Regions from separate parts of the Danio rerio genome. Here region 1 is linked to region 2. A link is a contact called in public Hi-C data. All regions are on one chromosome and are shown on one strand. The core of a region is the stretch at or near the end of the contact, and the rest is flanking DNA. Distances in the headings are between cores, read along the strand shown.

The links. A called contact is a pair of places that touch in the nucleus more often than the background predicts.
Region 1: a contact with region 2 is called in a Hi-C map of embryo, with 1.9 times the contacts expected there. The contact joins two enhancer-like sites.

Annotation. Positions count from the first base shown.
Region 1 is chr10:37,320,200-37,323,266 of GRCz12tu, reverse strand. All of the region lies in intron 13 of uvrag (UV radiation resistance associated gene), which reads left to right. Among named protein-coding and RNA genes, the nearest start is that of uvrag, 170 kb to the left of the region's middle. Within about 2 kb of position 1,421, at least 7 of the 62 cell types and tissues checked have an H3K27ac peak or open chromatin away from gene starts, as enhancers often do.
Region 2 is chr10:37,081,234-37,084,261 of GRCz12tu, reverse strand. It overlaps si:dkey-250d21.1, which reads right to left. Exons shown (of 14, transcript XM_002663575.8): 14 at 2,409-3,028. It also overlaps a transcript of lhfpl6 not described here. Among named protein-coding and RNA genes, the nearest start is that of si:dkey-250d21.1, 18 kb to the right of the region's middle. Within about 2 kb of position 1,616, at least 9 of the 62 cell types and tissues checked have an H3K27ac peak or open chromatin away from gene starts, as enhancers often do.

The DNA of each region.
Region 1 (3,067 bases), core at 172-2,671, 240 kb before region 2:
TTTACAAACGTTAAGTCCTGTGAAGGAGCTTCAGATGGAAAGTTTTATTTTGTGTTTACCTTATGAATAAAGTTGTTGCACGTCCGCCGGTTCCCACCTCAGAATTAGCGAGTTTTACCTACTTGTACATTAAGGTAGCGTTGAGAAAAAGCAAAACACCAGTAAAGAAACTCGACAAAGGAACATAAAAACCTCACTGCCAGCTAGCGTTTTGAAAGTGTTATTGCAAAGCAACACAAACAGCACTTGAAATTATAAATGCACGTGGTTCACGCTGATCACTCAACACTAAAGTATAAACCAGCCTTCAGTCATTTAAGTAGCAAAATTTAACCCATAAGCTAGCAAAATGAGTAGGAAACAGACATCTTTGGAAAATTTCTTTATGAAGGGAAAAAGGCCTAGTGAAAGGCCTATGAATTGCCAAGAAATGGATCCGCAACCCATTGTGGCGTCTTTTTCGTGTGTAAGTTCATTATTTCAAATGGAGGTGCGTGGCTTGTGTTCGCATATTAGGAACGACTTTATCACGTTTTCCAGGCGCACCCAGTTGAAAACATCTCAAATTTTCGGAATGCTACGAATCACATGACAAGAATTGACCAATCAGCTTCGTACTTTGTATGGAATATACATATTACGGTAGATTACGTCACACTGTTTACCTCAGACAAACACAGAACACCCAAACACCGCAGTGCCTTTTAATTTTCTCCGTAAATAAAACTTAAAGTTGCATCAATGTTTTGTCAGCTTGTCGTCCTATGAGAAAACGGTTAATGGTTGCCTAGCATCTATGTAAATCCAACTTTCTTCTAACCCTCACCCCCCTTGTGTTGACCGATTCGTGGTGATAAAAAGCTTGGGGACCTCTGCTTTAAAAGATTTTAAATATTGTACACAGGTTTTATGATCCGCACGCATATCATTTTGATGCTCAAAAGCCTCAGTCCACATTGGTACAAAAAGCAAGGAATAGTTTGATGGAAAACAATTATCTAATATTTTCTTAGTGCTCCAAGTAAGAATAACAGCTTTCTAACAGAGAAGTAACAGCTTTGGAAAGAGATTAGAGCGAGTAAACACTGACAGGACAAAAATACATAAATTGGCCTTAAGACAGAGCCCTGAGGCACACCAGATTTTTCCTCCAGCTTTAGATAAATTTTTAACTCTCTTCCTCTCTCCATTTCTTGCACATTTGTCTGTCAATGGATTCTGAAATGGCTAGTGTTTCCTGGATGTCCATGTGGGTCTTCCATATGAGCTTTTGGATGCGCGTAAAGCTCAGAAACAGCGGCCTACTCTTAGTACCGGGACTTCAGCCAACCCGCCGTGATTTACGAGTATATCTGGGGCTGTTGTTTTGTCTGTCATTGTCCTCCTGGTAACCCATTCAGTGTTTCTAAGCGAGGAAAGGGGGACAGATGGAAAGAGGGAGTATAAACTGAGAGCTACAGGGAGAGCGCAGGACCGTTAGCACTCGCCACCTTCACTTGCTCCTGGTTTTATAAGCATACCTCTGGCTAGCCTCCTATGGCTTTATGAAACACTTAAATGGCTGTAATTGAATTTCCACGGTTTTAGGTCGGCAGCAAGGGGTTCGCCTCACACCGCAAAAAGGAGAGAGAGCCACTAAATATATATGTGCCAGAAAAGGTAGTCCCCAGTCTCCAGTGGCCCACTAACGATGCGGGTGTGTCTGCATGTGTTTGTATGTTTGTTTACTGCTCTATGGAAAAAGGGAAAGCCTACAAACAGATGAAGGGTTTCCCTTGAGCCTCGAGTCTAACCAAGAGCCAGAAATTTGTTCCAAGAAGAGCCAATTCTATATCATCTGGTAGTTTGGTATTCCCTGCACCTTTTTTGGAAGCATAACTTGAATTTATGATCTTTTTGGTGAAAAAGCTAGACGTCTAAATCTGAAAATATATGATCTTGGGGTGAATACATATCATACCTTAAGCTTCCTACACTAGACTCCAGGTTTTTCAGGAACATGTTCTTTTGAAACCATCCAGTCTACGCCTGCCAAGTCCTTAGCTCCGCTGACAAGAGCTCTTTACCAAATAAAAATGAAAAAATGTTCTCACAGATGCAAAAAAGAGAGTTGGCGGACAATCATCGTCAATGACTTAATAGGTGGGCTACTGTTTCCAGCTGCTTTTAAATTTAGAGTTGTTTTCTGTGGTGTAAAGTCTCCATTGGCTCTCTTTGCACTTTTCCAACGAAGCGTTCCTTTTTCATATAATCGATAACCTCTGCAGCCTCTTAAAAATCATGTTTTTAACAAAGTTTTCATAATGACTGACAAATGGCGTGCTGGAATAAAGAAAACAAGACATAAGTGGAGAAGTCGTCATGTAGTCTGCGAGGGGTTTATTAAGTTCCTGTTATTCTCCAACTGTGTTTTGAGTTGTCATCTTATCAAGACAGTGTGGTGACGTAAAGCTGGCTGCCATTTTTCAGAGCTGTCATTTGTCTCGCTGCATGAACAAAGAGACTGCGGCAAAGCTGGGGCCTCTGTTTCACAAGGATTTTACAATGAAAATCTGTTTCAAAACTAATGTTTATTGATTCACATAACAAAATCGAGTTTATTCACACTCAGTGGTACAACTGACCCCACAAACACACTACTGAGTTTACAAATTGCCATCTTGTGGCCTGGCCAGTGTATTTCACATGTTTGGTTCCATTGTACATAAATAAAAAGGATTTTGTTAGCATTTCTTCACTCTCATGTTGTGCCAATCCTGTTTTTCTTTCTTACTGAACAGAAAGAAATGAAGAGTGCATGTTGTCCATCCACTCAGTGGGATTCTGTCAGTGGATAAAAGCTGTCCTTCAATATATATTCTATTGATTTCCACAGATTAAAGGCTCCTACACACCGGGACGCTTTTCATTTGCGTTTATCGGCAACGTTTTACGAGACGTTTCTCCGCATTCAAACTCAAGCAATTTTCACTGGCGTCAAGCAGAAGAGTATGCAAAACCACTCCTTGACGTTAGATGGCGCTACACAACTTTAAACTTCCGACACCCGCTTGTAACCCAAAAGAAG
Region 2 (3,028 bases), core at 367-2,866:
CTCTGTATCGGCCTACAGACAGAGCATACATGAGCCCTCTTCAGTGTGATCAGAGCAGAGGATGCTCCAGATGAACACACCAAGCGAAACAACGTTCAGACTGAGTGCTTTTGGACATGAGAGAGAGAGAGGAAATGCACTATTCTCAGATAGCGGATCGCAAGAAAATAAAGTATCTCAGTATTTCAGCTGCTGTTAATGGCTCCTGAGGTATTAAGGCTCCTGTTATTAGCCTGGAAAAGGCTTACAAAACAATGTGTGTGTGTGTATATATATGTATGTATATATATATATATATATATATATATATATATATATATATATATATATATATATATATATATACATATATATATATATACGTGTATATATATATATATATATATATATACATATATATATATATATACATATATATATATATATACATATATATATATATATGTATATATATATATATATATATATACATATATATATATATATACATATATATATATATACATATATATATATATATATATACATATATATATATATATATATATATATATATATATATATACATATATATATATATACATATATATATATATATACATATATATATATATATATATATATATATATATATATATATATATATATATATATATACATATATATATATATATATATATAAGTGATCTTTGTGTAATATGTTCATTGTAAACTGTTTAAGTTGGACTTACATGGCCTTTTTAAGTTAAAGAAAAAAATGAACAATAATAGTACTGTATTTATAAAGAGCAGGTTGCAACTGATTTGCTAGCTATTTAAGTCGGATATGTCTTCCGATCTACAGTAAAGTAGCTAAAAGTAACAAAAATAGAAACTCACCTGACACTGAGTGTTGCAACTTTTTTTCTTCATTTGAATTTAAGGGGGGGCTAAAGATGAGAAAAATGAGTTAAATATTTAAATACTGTATATAACATTGTGCACAATGAGTATAACAAAACATTCACAACAATCTGGCCAGAAGATCACACAGATGATAATTTATTTCTTGTGGAAAATAGGGAGAAAATCAAAACCACCATGGTATGCAAAATGCATTTGTCGATGAAAGACGGACAAGGACTTGGCTTGTCAGGGCATTATCCAATGCCGCATCAAAAAATCCTTTGGGAAGCAATTGTTTTTGGGATAGACATGTGTTGCGCTATTGTCTAACCACTCTTTACCAATTAACAACAGAAAAGGATAAGAGTATGAATGCATTTGAACAAAATGGTTTGATTAAGAGTTGATTCTTTAAAAAAAAAAAAAAACGACATATTTGTCTTGGAGTAAACTTAGGCCCTTGGCGGAAACTTGAAAGTCCTACTCTATGGCGAAAAGAAATAAAAATCAAGTATCTTGCATTCTTAAAGAAATAGTCTTCATTGATTTCAGACCACTACTCTACTACTTTCTTTGGACGGCAAGTCATAGTCATCTTGACTCTGTCATCCTGCCACAATAAAGTGATAAACAAGGGCTTGATTGATTTGTAGTTGCAATTACTGTGACGTTGTCTGTTAATAGCTTTATGTTCCTGGCTTTTCAACCACATCTACTGCCGCTCTCACAAGATATGACCCTAAAAGGTCAAAAGCTCTAGTCCCCAAGGGTGAATCATAGGTCCAAGGTTACATGGAAATGAGAGACTGATTGCTTCTCAACGACATTTCAAATTCTACTCCTGAAAACAATATTCTGTGATGGATCTGCAGTCCATGAACCAAGGGGTTAAAGAATGACTGCAAATCATCAACAGGCTACAGGGGGCCAAAGCTACTTTTTGAAAAGCCTAAACTCTTTTTTTAAAAAGCATTATAAAGTGGAGACATTAATCATTAACTACGTTGACTTAGTGGGAGAGTAGAGGAAACCGGCAGGAAGTAGTGAACAGAAACAAGATTTTTCTTAGTTTAAAGAAAGAAAAAATGGCAAAGGATAAATCAGTACGCATTAAAGAACTAAAATCTACCTAAGTAAGGTACTAAATAAATAAGGACAATGACATGAGATGTTAGACAACAACCACAAAATTGTTAAATATTATACCATTAACAATGGAGTGAGTGGCTATTATTAAATAAAACAATAATGAACCTGCCAGCATTACATTCATGGCATTGGAGAAAATGAAACAAAATCTAATCAATCACTAATTAATAAATTTCAAAGACATTTTTCTTGATTTATAGTGACTAAATGAATCTTCTTGTTAAATTAGTGGAGGTAAAAATCCTAGTGCAAAAATGGATGAACCATTACTTACTAACAAGTACTCCCAAAACTGGGAAAGGCATACACTGCCATCTTGTGAACACCCTTAAACATTACAGCGTCAGACAAAAACTTTAAAATAAATGCATGGCTTATTTTCAACAATTTTGTTTATTTTAGTCAAATATATATGAATGCTTCCTTCATGAGGAGGGCTTATGGGAGAAATGTTTACAGAAAAATCCATTGATCTAAATAAAACTGCAAACAAATCAACCATTGTAACACATAATGATACAGAGACAGACTCGTTTTTTGTTTGTGCCATGGGATGACATTGTGACAATATAACACAACCAGCGTAATTCATTGTGATGAACTTCCCCCCCAATGCATTTTAGAGGATTTACGTGATTTGAAGTCTTTAAAAGTTCCTGAAGATATTCGGAAATTTCCAAAAAGTCTGGGGTGAAAATGTCCATCCAGACTTTTTGTCTCTTGATTTAAAGACTTATGTAGGGTTTTTGCATAAAGGCACAAAGCAGTAAGAGCCCACAAGGGCATCCTATTCTCTCTCTTTCTTTCTTTTTTTTTTTTTTTTTTGGCAAGACATTGGTCCCAATTGGCAGTCCTCTTTTTTCATGCCACATATGTAAAAGGAAAAACAGATAATAATAAAAAAAGACAAAACACCAATAAAACAATCATGTGATTATACTTAAAGTGTACAGGTCTAATTTGTAATCATTAACTAATAAAACAAACATACTGA